Linked DNA regions of Capra hircus: region 1 is linked to region 2. A link is a contact called in public Hi-C data. All regions are on one chromosome and are shown on one strand. Each heading gives the region's core, a stretch centred on a gene start, on an enhancer-like site or on the middle of the called end of the contact. The rest is flanking DNA. Distances are from core to core; before and after follow the strand shown.

What was found. Hi-C and Micro-C count contacts between places; a contact is called where the count stands out from the background.
Region 1: a contact with region 2 is called in a Hi-C map of liver, with 9 times the contacts expected there. The contact joins the enhancer-like site here to the promoter of SEMA7A in region 2. A contact is called at or near these places in 4 of 5 Hi-C or Micro-C datasets (blood and liver).

The regions. Positions count from the first base shown.
Region 1 is chr21:33,733,007-33,737,400 of ARS1.2, reverse strand. No RefSeq gene overlaps it. Among named protein-coding and RNA genes, the nearest start is that of SEMA7A, 58 kb to the right of the region's middle. Within about 2 kb of position 3,025, at least 2 of the 5 cell types and tissues checked have an H3K27ac peak or open chromatin away from gene starts, as enhancers often do.
Region 2 is chr21:33,674,587-33,678,924 of ARS1.2, reverse strand. It overlaps SEMA7A (semaphorin-7A), which reads right to left and starts at 1,397. Exons shown (of 15, transcript XM_018066330.1): 1 at 1,300-1,397; 2 at 65-293. The coding sequence starts at 236.

The DNA.
Region 1 (4,394 bases), core at 1,776-4,275, 57 kb before region 2:
GCTGTGAGGTTTCTCCCTGACACAAAGGCAGTGCCCTACAGGGAGGATGTGGAAAGGCTGACAGACAGAGGGCTGTTGGGGTAGATGCAGAGAGGAGAGGAGGGAGAGGCTGGGGAGAGAAAACCATTGAGAAGGAGCTGGAATGAGGGCAGAAGGAAAGGTGGGAAGAGAGCTGGACTGTGTGCCAGTACTCAGGGGAAGGGAAGGAGGATCTCCCAGGACTGGGGTGGCCCTGGGACAGCAGCAGCAGCTAGGTGTCACCCAGGGATGAAGGCAGGGGTGGCAGTGATGTAGCCAGGAAAGGCAGGGGCACTAGTTCTCGGAACACCGGTGTGGTGTTACCCAAGCCTTCTCCACACAGAGGCAGAGGGGTCTGCAGGGGCATCTGGGGTTGGTAAGAACCTCTCCCAGTACCCCAGCCTCCCCTCGGAACAGGAGGGAGGGCCTGGGCTGAAGCAGCCCTCAGCCAGGTCTGCAGCAAGGGCTGAGGCAGAGAAACGTCACTCTGTCCTCCCCCCATCTCTTAAAGGTACCCAGTGTACCAGCCGCTTCCCTCGCCCCAGAACGTCAGCACCTCTGAAGTTAAACACGGTGCCACTAGGTGGAGCCAAAGCCCACGGCAACAGCATGGGATTGGGACTTTTCAGTGGCCAGGGTTTGAGGACGGTGGGCTCGAGAGGCAGAGGACAGAAGAGAGGCTGAGTCTACGCAGAGCCAGGGAGGACACAGGACAGCCGGTCCCAGCCTATTTGGTTTATGAAGTCTGCTCTAGCGGTAATGCCTATATGGTCCCAGAGCGGATCCCGGCAGCCGAAAAACCCCATTTGTCAGACAAGCCTGAGGCCTGTCAAAGGGATCCAGGAGTCGGCTGAAGCTACAGCCCGCGCGCCACAGCTCCTTCCCTGCCCTGCTCCTGAAATCTGTGTCCTGCCGGTGGAGAGGGTGCCGCCTCCAGAAAGAGCAATCCCGGGCAGCTCCCGCTGGGCCCCGGGGCCTACGACTGGCACAGGCACAAGGATGCTGGGCCCTCCGCCACCCTAGGGTGGGACGGGATGGCGCAAGCGAAGGCCCGAGCTTCTTCGAAAGACCGCGGCTGACCCAGAATCAGAACAATCCACACGCCTCGGCGGCAGGTGGAGGCGGTGGGGCGGGGCTTCGGTCGAGAAGCTCCGCATTGGGCGTGGGGGGTTGCTGGGGTTCTCGCATTGGCTGGGGGTGAGGGGGTGGGATCAAGGGCGTGGCTGAGAGATGTGAAACCCGAAGAAAAACGCTTCGGGACAATGCACGGACCTCAGGTGTTGCTCTGAGGCCAGAGACACAGGAGTTGATCCGCACCTGGGGTGAGCATCGGCCACGTTGTCCCCAAGCACAGGTGTGCTGCGGAAGACCAAGCTCCAGACTCCCTCTGGCAGCCTTGTCACTTCCAGAACTAGGGGGCTCCCCCGGGTCTCTTGCCTGCCCTTCTCCTTGATCTCACTGACCTACCACCAGCCGAACCAGATAGGTGTCCAGACCTTCTCCAACCTGCCCTCCACCTCTCACAGCAGCCATGCCCTCCCTTTACCTTCATCATTCCCTTTTAAAAGAATCTTTCCCCAGGATTCACGGATAGATCGCACTTGGCTTTGCACAGCCAGCGCCCAGCACAGAACCCCCACCTTCAGTGGTGTCCTTTCGCTTTTCACAGTGTCTGTAGAGGGGGAGGATGGAGAGGGGGACAACATGGCCACCTGGTTACTATGAGTGCACTACTCATTCCACACACATGTACTGAGCACCGACTATGTGCTACAGCCTGTGGTGGGCGGACACCGGAGATAGAGCTTTGAGCAAAACAGACACTCTCTCTACTATTTTACACATCAAGCTGTAGGACGGGGAGAGAAAGAGAGAATTTAAGGATACTGACAGGTAAGCCCCACCACTGGGGGTGTGGGTGGGCAATGTTAGCCTTAGCCGGTGGATAAGGACGTTTGCAGAAATGGGTTGGGGTCAAAGCTTATCACACCTGTAAAAGCAGAAAATGATCAATTATCTTAACTATCAAGAAGATATACAGTGCCCTCTTGTAGCAGGGTACTGCTTCAAGCAAACTAATACGCAAATGCCAAGGGGAAGAAATTAGTTGTTTGACTCTATCCAAGAATCAATCATTAATCAATCAAAAGCGGATTTCCTTTGAAATCCAAAGGAAGACATTGTCTTTGTGGACACAGAGAATTAACCGCCTTGCCTTCCTTCAGAACAGTGCAGTTAGTAACCACTAGAGGGCAGCAGAGAGATGGAGATGCCAGAGGGAAGAGTCATTGGTTAGTTTCCACCTGCACCTGTAATGAAAACAATATAGCAATAGTTCACATTCATTGAGTGCTTACTCTAGGCCAGGCATCCTTCTAAGTGCTTTGTAAAAAACTACCTCATTCGATCCTCCCACCATCCCTGTGAGACAGATTGTTGTTTAGTCACTAAGTCATGTCTGACTCTGCAACACCGTGGACGGTTGCCTGCCAGGCTCCTCTGTCCACGGGATTTCCCAGGTGGGAGTACTGGAATGGGCTGCCACTTCCTTCTCCAATGAGACAGATACAGTTGTGTTAACCCCATTCTACAGGTGAGGAAACAGGTTGAGTAACTTGCCTGAGGTCACACAGCCAGTAGAGAGTAAATCCCAGATATAATCCCTGGAGTAGAGCTATGGAGCCTGCATGCCTCACACTGTGCAGTTCTTTCTGTGACGAGGATGGAGAATGGAGGGGGCAGCTGAGGTCCTTACACATATAACCCCAGTGTGTTTTCCAAGGCCCATTCCAGATGCAGGCTTCAGACAAGGCTTCTAGCTAATTAAGGACCTTGGGGCACCTGTCGGGTAAAGTCAGAAAGTCTGAGCTTCCTTCTACAGGGCCGTGGGGAGGCAACACCAGTTCTCATCACCACCTGCAACAAGGCCCAGCCCTCCTTTACCCCTGGGTGCCCACCTCCATGGTGTACCCCTATACCGAGTGGCCTCTTTGGTTCAACTGTGTGATGCTGGCTTCAACCCACCCTTCTGCTCATCCTCAGACAGCCCTACCTGCCCCACCATCAGCCTGGCTCAGTCCTCCTCACCGCAGTCAAGAAGGGGCTGGTCAAGAGTGGTGATGGCTGCTCAGAAGTTGGGGTCCAATGAGAATCAAGAGCACGTTGCTGGGGGTCCTGTCCAGGACCACCTAGAGAGGAGTTTCAGGCCAGAGTCCAATCCTTTCTTGGCTTTCTTCCTGATTTAACAACCATTCATTGAGCTGCTGCTGTGTGCTGTTTCTATGCTGACTGCATGGGTCATAAGGAGAACTTGCTGGGTGACCTTGAACAAGCTGTTTACCTGAAGAGGCCTCTGACATTATGCCTATGTGTGCCCAGGTACATTTTTCCAGGTCAGGGTTCCTCAGCCTCGGCATGATTGGCATTTTGGTCTGGATCATTCTTTCCTGTGAGGACATTTCCTGTGCACTGTGGGGTATTTAACAACATCCACGGCCTTCACCCAGTAGATGCCAGCAACACCAGCTTCCCAGTTGTGACAATAAAAAAATGTTTCCAGATACTGCCAAATGCGCCCTGGGGGTGGAAGGTGGGGCAAGGTTGCCCCTGGTTGAGAATCACTATATTGCAGACCTACAGGAAATCCTGGAATTTGCTGAACAGCAAATTCATCAGTACCGCCCTCTGTAGACTGTGGGTAGAGCAGGGTTGCTGCGTGTGAGGCAATGGGTAGGCAGTGCTCAGCTTCCCCGCTTTCCTCATCCCTGACCTGGGAGTCTCAAGGGTCTGCTCCTCAAAGAGAGGAGTACCTCTTTTTAAAAATATTTATTTATTTCATCTTTGGCTGCACTAGGGTCTTCGTTGCTTTTGCGTGGGCTTTCTCTAATTGTGGCTAGCAGGGGTTTCTCTTGTTGTGGAGCACAGGCTTCAGTAGTTGAGACCCTCGGGCTCAGTAGTTGAAACTCACATTCTCTAGAGCGCAAAATCAGTGGTTGTGGTGCAGGGGCTTAGTTGCTCCGCAGCACGTGGGATCTTCCTGGACCAGGGATCGAACCCATGTCCTCTGCACTGGCAGATGGACTGTTATCCACTGCCCCACCAAGGAAGTCCAGGAGTGCCACTTTAAAGAAAGAACCTGAAAGGACCAACTCTTACCCAAAGTGCGGCTGGAGATGGGACTTCAGACACCCTCTCTGAAGCCAGCTCCTGCTCAGGCTGGAAGGCATGCAGGAAGGTGGCACATTGCCATGACCGTTTGGGAGAGGAAATAGCAGGATCTCCCCTGGGCCCAGTTCTCCAGGAGCCCTGCCAAGGCCGCCCACACCTGCCGACTGTCTGGGGCCCCTCAGCCCTGTCTTGGGCAATATGGCACCTCT
Region 2 (4,338 bases), core at 148-2,647:
CACTCCGCACCCGCCCCGCGCGGCACTGGATCCCGCGCCCCGCAGCTCGAGCGGCGCCACCTACCTTTCCAGACAGCGGAGATGCGGGGTCCGCTCTTCGGGTGGCCTTGGGAGGCGGCGGCCGTCCAGACCAGCTGCAGCAGCAGCCGCAGCAGGAACCTGGACCGAGCCAGAGGGCTGGAAACGCGGGCTCGCGGGGCGCCGAGGGCGGTGCATCTGGACGGAGGCGGTGTCATCCCCGGAGCGGAGCGACGGCGGAGAGCAGCCAGACTGAGCCAGCGCCCGAGCGAGAGCTGAAGCCAGTGCGAGGAGGCGGAGTCAAACGCCTGACCCCACCCCGCCCCTCCCCCGCCCCTCTTCTCTAGGCTAGCCAAGGGGAGATGTAAGTGCCCCCCCTCCCCCCCACGCCCCAGGGAAACCTACACCACCTCTTTCTGGGCAACTCCACCCGCAGGCAGAACCCGGGTGGGCAGCGAGCAAGACAGACTTATGGTCTTCCGTGATGAGCTTCAGGTTCTGTCCCCTCTCTGGGCCTTAGAGTCGCTCCCCCCACACCATAAAGGGATTAGCCTAGCCTAAAAGTCAGGCAGGACCTCTCCTGAGACAACCTCGCTAATGGTCAGCTAAGTGTTTGGACCCTGAAAGCTGCGGTTCTCAGAGGACAGGCTGGCCAGAGTGGACACAGCTCCTCTGAGCCTATAAGCAGAAGCAAGAAGCTTTTCCTTAAGCAAGGCGGGCGGGTTTTGTGCAGAGGGTCAATAATCTGTGGGGAGCACTCAGAGCCCCATCCTTGCTCTGCTGTGAGAACACGGAATTTTCATCTTGGCCTGGCTCCCTCCCCTCCCCTCTCCTCCCTTCCCCAGCCAGCAGCCTTCTGGGCTGCCTCCCCCCCAGCCAGCTGGTGTATGCTCAGAAAATCCAAACTCATTTCCATGTGAGTGGAGGGGGATATAATTAAGAAGGCCCCTTCCCCAAGTAGAAAGAGAGGGAAGCATCTTGCATGCCCAGGACTCACTGCTGGGGAAACAAAGTCAGGCCAGCTTTAAGGGCTCTCTGCCCACAGGATGCACAGGGCTCAGCTGAGCAGGCAATCTGATGACCCAGTGGTGACCCCCTGCAGGTCTGACCACATCCCTCTGCAGTCATCTGAACTGCCCAGGCAACTCTGCCATCAGCTCATCTTTTCCGAGCCGCACGTCTGCCCTTTGTAAAGGAGTCTCCTCTCCCTCAAGCCAGTCAGGACCCAGACCCTCCACCTGTGCTTCAGCCTAACCTAAGCGTGGTGGAAAATCCACTTACCCAGTGCTGGTGCTGTGCCCTGCTGTGCTATGTCGCTTCAGTCGTGTCCGACTCTTTGCAACCCCGTAGACGGTAGCCCACCAGGCTCCTCTGTCCATGGAGATTCTCCAGGCCAGAATACTGGAGTGGGTTGCCATGCCGTCCTCCAGGGGATCTTCCTGACTTAAGGATCAAACCTGAGTCTCTTATGTCTCCAGCATTGGCAGGTGGGTTCTTCACCACCTGCGCCACCTGGGAAGCCCCACCTACTGCTTACTGACCGTCTGTCCTCAGGTGGACTGCCCGTAGAGAAGACAGGTTGAGGAGGAAGTAGCAGAAGTGCACTGGGGCCCCCAAGACCCACACACCTAGCTGGACTTGATTCACACACTGCAGGCACCACCAAAGACAGGGAGCAGGCTGCCCTGGCCCCAGCCCCAGCGCCAACCCTCTGCCCAGCCTGCAGCCCCAGGAAAAGGCTATCACCAGGAAGTTCGGCCTTACCATTTCATACTTTGTTTCCAGTTATCCTCTCCTTCTTCCCCAAGTGCCCCTAAGACACCCCAACAGGCCAAAAGATGAAATTAAGATGCCTCCAGGGATAGTGCAGAACTAGGTTCCTGGCCCACTGGGAAGGGCCAACAGATTCCTGATGCCCAGAGGTACAAGCCCCAAAGAGAGGGAGGCCATGGACAGCTGAACAGCCCAGCCGCCCCAGTCCTACACTCAAGCCTGTGGCCCTGAAGCCAGCAGCATGTCCTGGCCCAGGCTGACCTCAACACTGACACTCTGTTTCCAGCCCAGGGCCCCATCAGCTGAGCTGCATGGCCCCAGTGTCTGCCCTCTCTGCAAAGATAAGCAAATTAAGAAATTGCCTACCCTGCCTTTAAGAACTGAGAATTCAGAATTGATGATAACACTGCCCACACGCACAGCAACTCACAACACAACCCACTTCCACCTACATTCTCCCAGCCAGTCCTACATTCTCTGCTCTCTCCCTTAGTGAGAGAGAGAATATAACCCTGTATTAGAAAAGGAAACTGAGGCACAGGGAGGGAGAGGGATCTGCCCAAACTCAGCTGATGGAAAGGAGCTAGGGACTCCAATAGCAATAGCTCATGCTGAGGTTACTATGTGCCATGCATGTTTCAGAGCCTCATTTGAATTCATTTCATCTTCATAGTCTTAAGAGGTAGGTATTATTATTGGGCTCCTTTTGCAAACATGGAAAGAGGAAGAGGTGTGCCCAAGGTCACACAGCTCATTAGAGGAGGGCTGGGATGGCAGCCCAGTCAGTCTCTCTGGGACCCACACCCCTACCTTCTCTATCATAACGCTCTCAGTGCAGTCCACCCTTCTGTGGCTGCCTTCGGTGTGGGGCTGGACCTAAACAGTCCTCAGAAGCACCCGAACAGGGCCCAGGTTACCAGGTGTTCAAGAGGAGGGCAGGTCAGGGGCTGGGCTCAGCATCCCAAGCAATAGGGCAGCAGATGGAAACTGGGGCAGGTGCCAGGGAATTTTTTTCCAGGCTGGGGTGGGGGTGATGGGGTAGTGCTGAAGACTGTCCCACCTCCTGTCAAAGGGGGAGCCCTCTGGCTAGGCTCCTCCATGTTCATCTCAGCACCTGCTTCACCACCAGTGGACACCCCGGGCCAACCAACCTAGGGGCAAAGGGCCAGCGCCAGATGGCAGCCCACAACTGGTTGGCTACAGGCAGCCAGGGGAGGTGAGAACTGAGCCCATAAAAGTGATTTGGGGCAGTAACTCTAGTGGGAGAGTGCAGCTAGACTCTGGGCATGAAGGGGAAGAGGTACCCAGGGTGGGGAAAGCAGAGCGCCAGGGTCTGGCATGGTAATGAAGGAAGTCAAATCAGAATGGTCCAGGTACAGGAGCCTGCCTTCCTCACTGGGGCCCAAGGCTGGCTTTGGGGCCTGGACCAAGGATGGCCACAGCCAGTGATGGGAAATGGACCAGCAGAGGAAGCAACAGATGTGGATGCTGACATGTCTGAGGCAGAGGCACACTCCTCCTGCCTTCCGCCTCCCTGCAGCTCCTCCTGGGGGGAGTCAGGGGAGGAGGCTGGGAGAAAGAAATGAGGCAAGGGCTTCTGTCTAGGAGAAAACTACCTTGAACCAGTTCTCCCTGTGGAGGCAGTGCCAAATCCAAGAAGACCCCTTGCAGAATCAGAGAAATGGACACACACAGACGTGAGGTTCAGAGCTCCAAAGCCGCAAGAGGCCCTGGAAGCCTTCCGAGCAAGACCTTTCAGGGCCCTACTCAGAGCATTCCTCACACTCCAAGCTTCCTCTGACCCCTCCCCAACCCTGAGTCCATGACTACACCTGGTCTTCAAAGAAATGACCCACCCCTAACAAGAGGTCGGTGGGAGGTATGAGGATGGCAGGATAAAGAGCCCAAGCCCACAACAGCGCCTTCAAGAGGCTCAGAGCTTGGTGCCCAGCAAGGACCTACAGCTTCCAGTAACAGCAACTCTTCCTGTCCCCCAATCACCACCAGCACCCATTGCAGGGGCTGAGAGACCAGGGTGATCTGTCTACAGGGCAGCTGCTACTCAGCTTGAGCCCTGAGGCCATAGGAAAGTACACTCAGTGAAACGGGCAGCTAGTGTTCAACAGAAGCTAAAAATGAGTTTTTGTTGAAACTCCCAGTTTTAAAATAATTCACAAGTCAGATATTTATAGTCATGTAAGCCACGGCTGGGAATTCCAACTTACTGTGTGCTCATGATGTATAGGCCCATGACTGTATCACAACTGTAGGCATGGCCACAACAGCCTCAGCCATCACTGACTTGGCCCAGCTCTTGGTAGCCCATGTCAGGGATCAGGGCTGGACAAGGCAAGGCAGAGAAAGCCCTCCTCGGCTCATGCAGACTCTGATACCACACCTCATGCTTCCCTCAGTGGTCTGCCCACCCCTACCCCTCTGATTGGATGTTCCCCTCAAATGTCTAGCTCTCTCCTCCTACCCAGGGCTACCTCTTCCTTCTAGGCCAGCTCAGAATCACCCTAAATGGAGAAGTTCTCAGAACTTCCA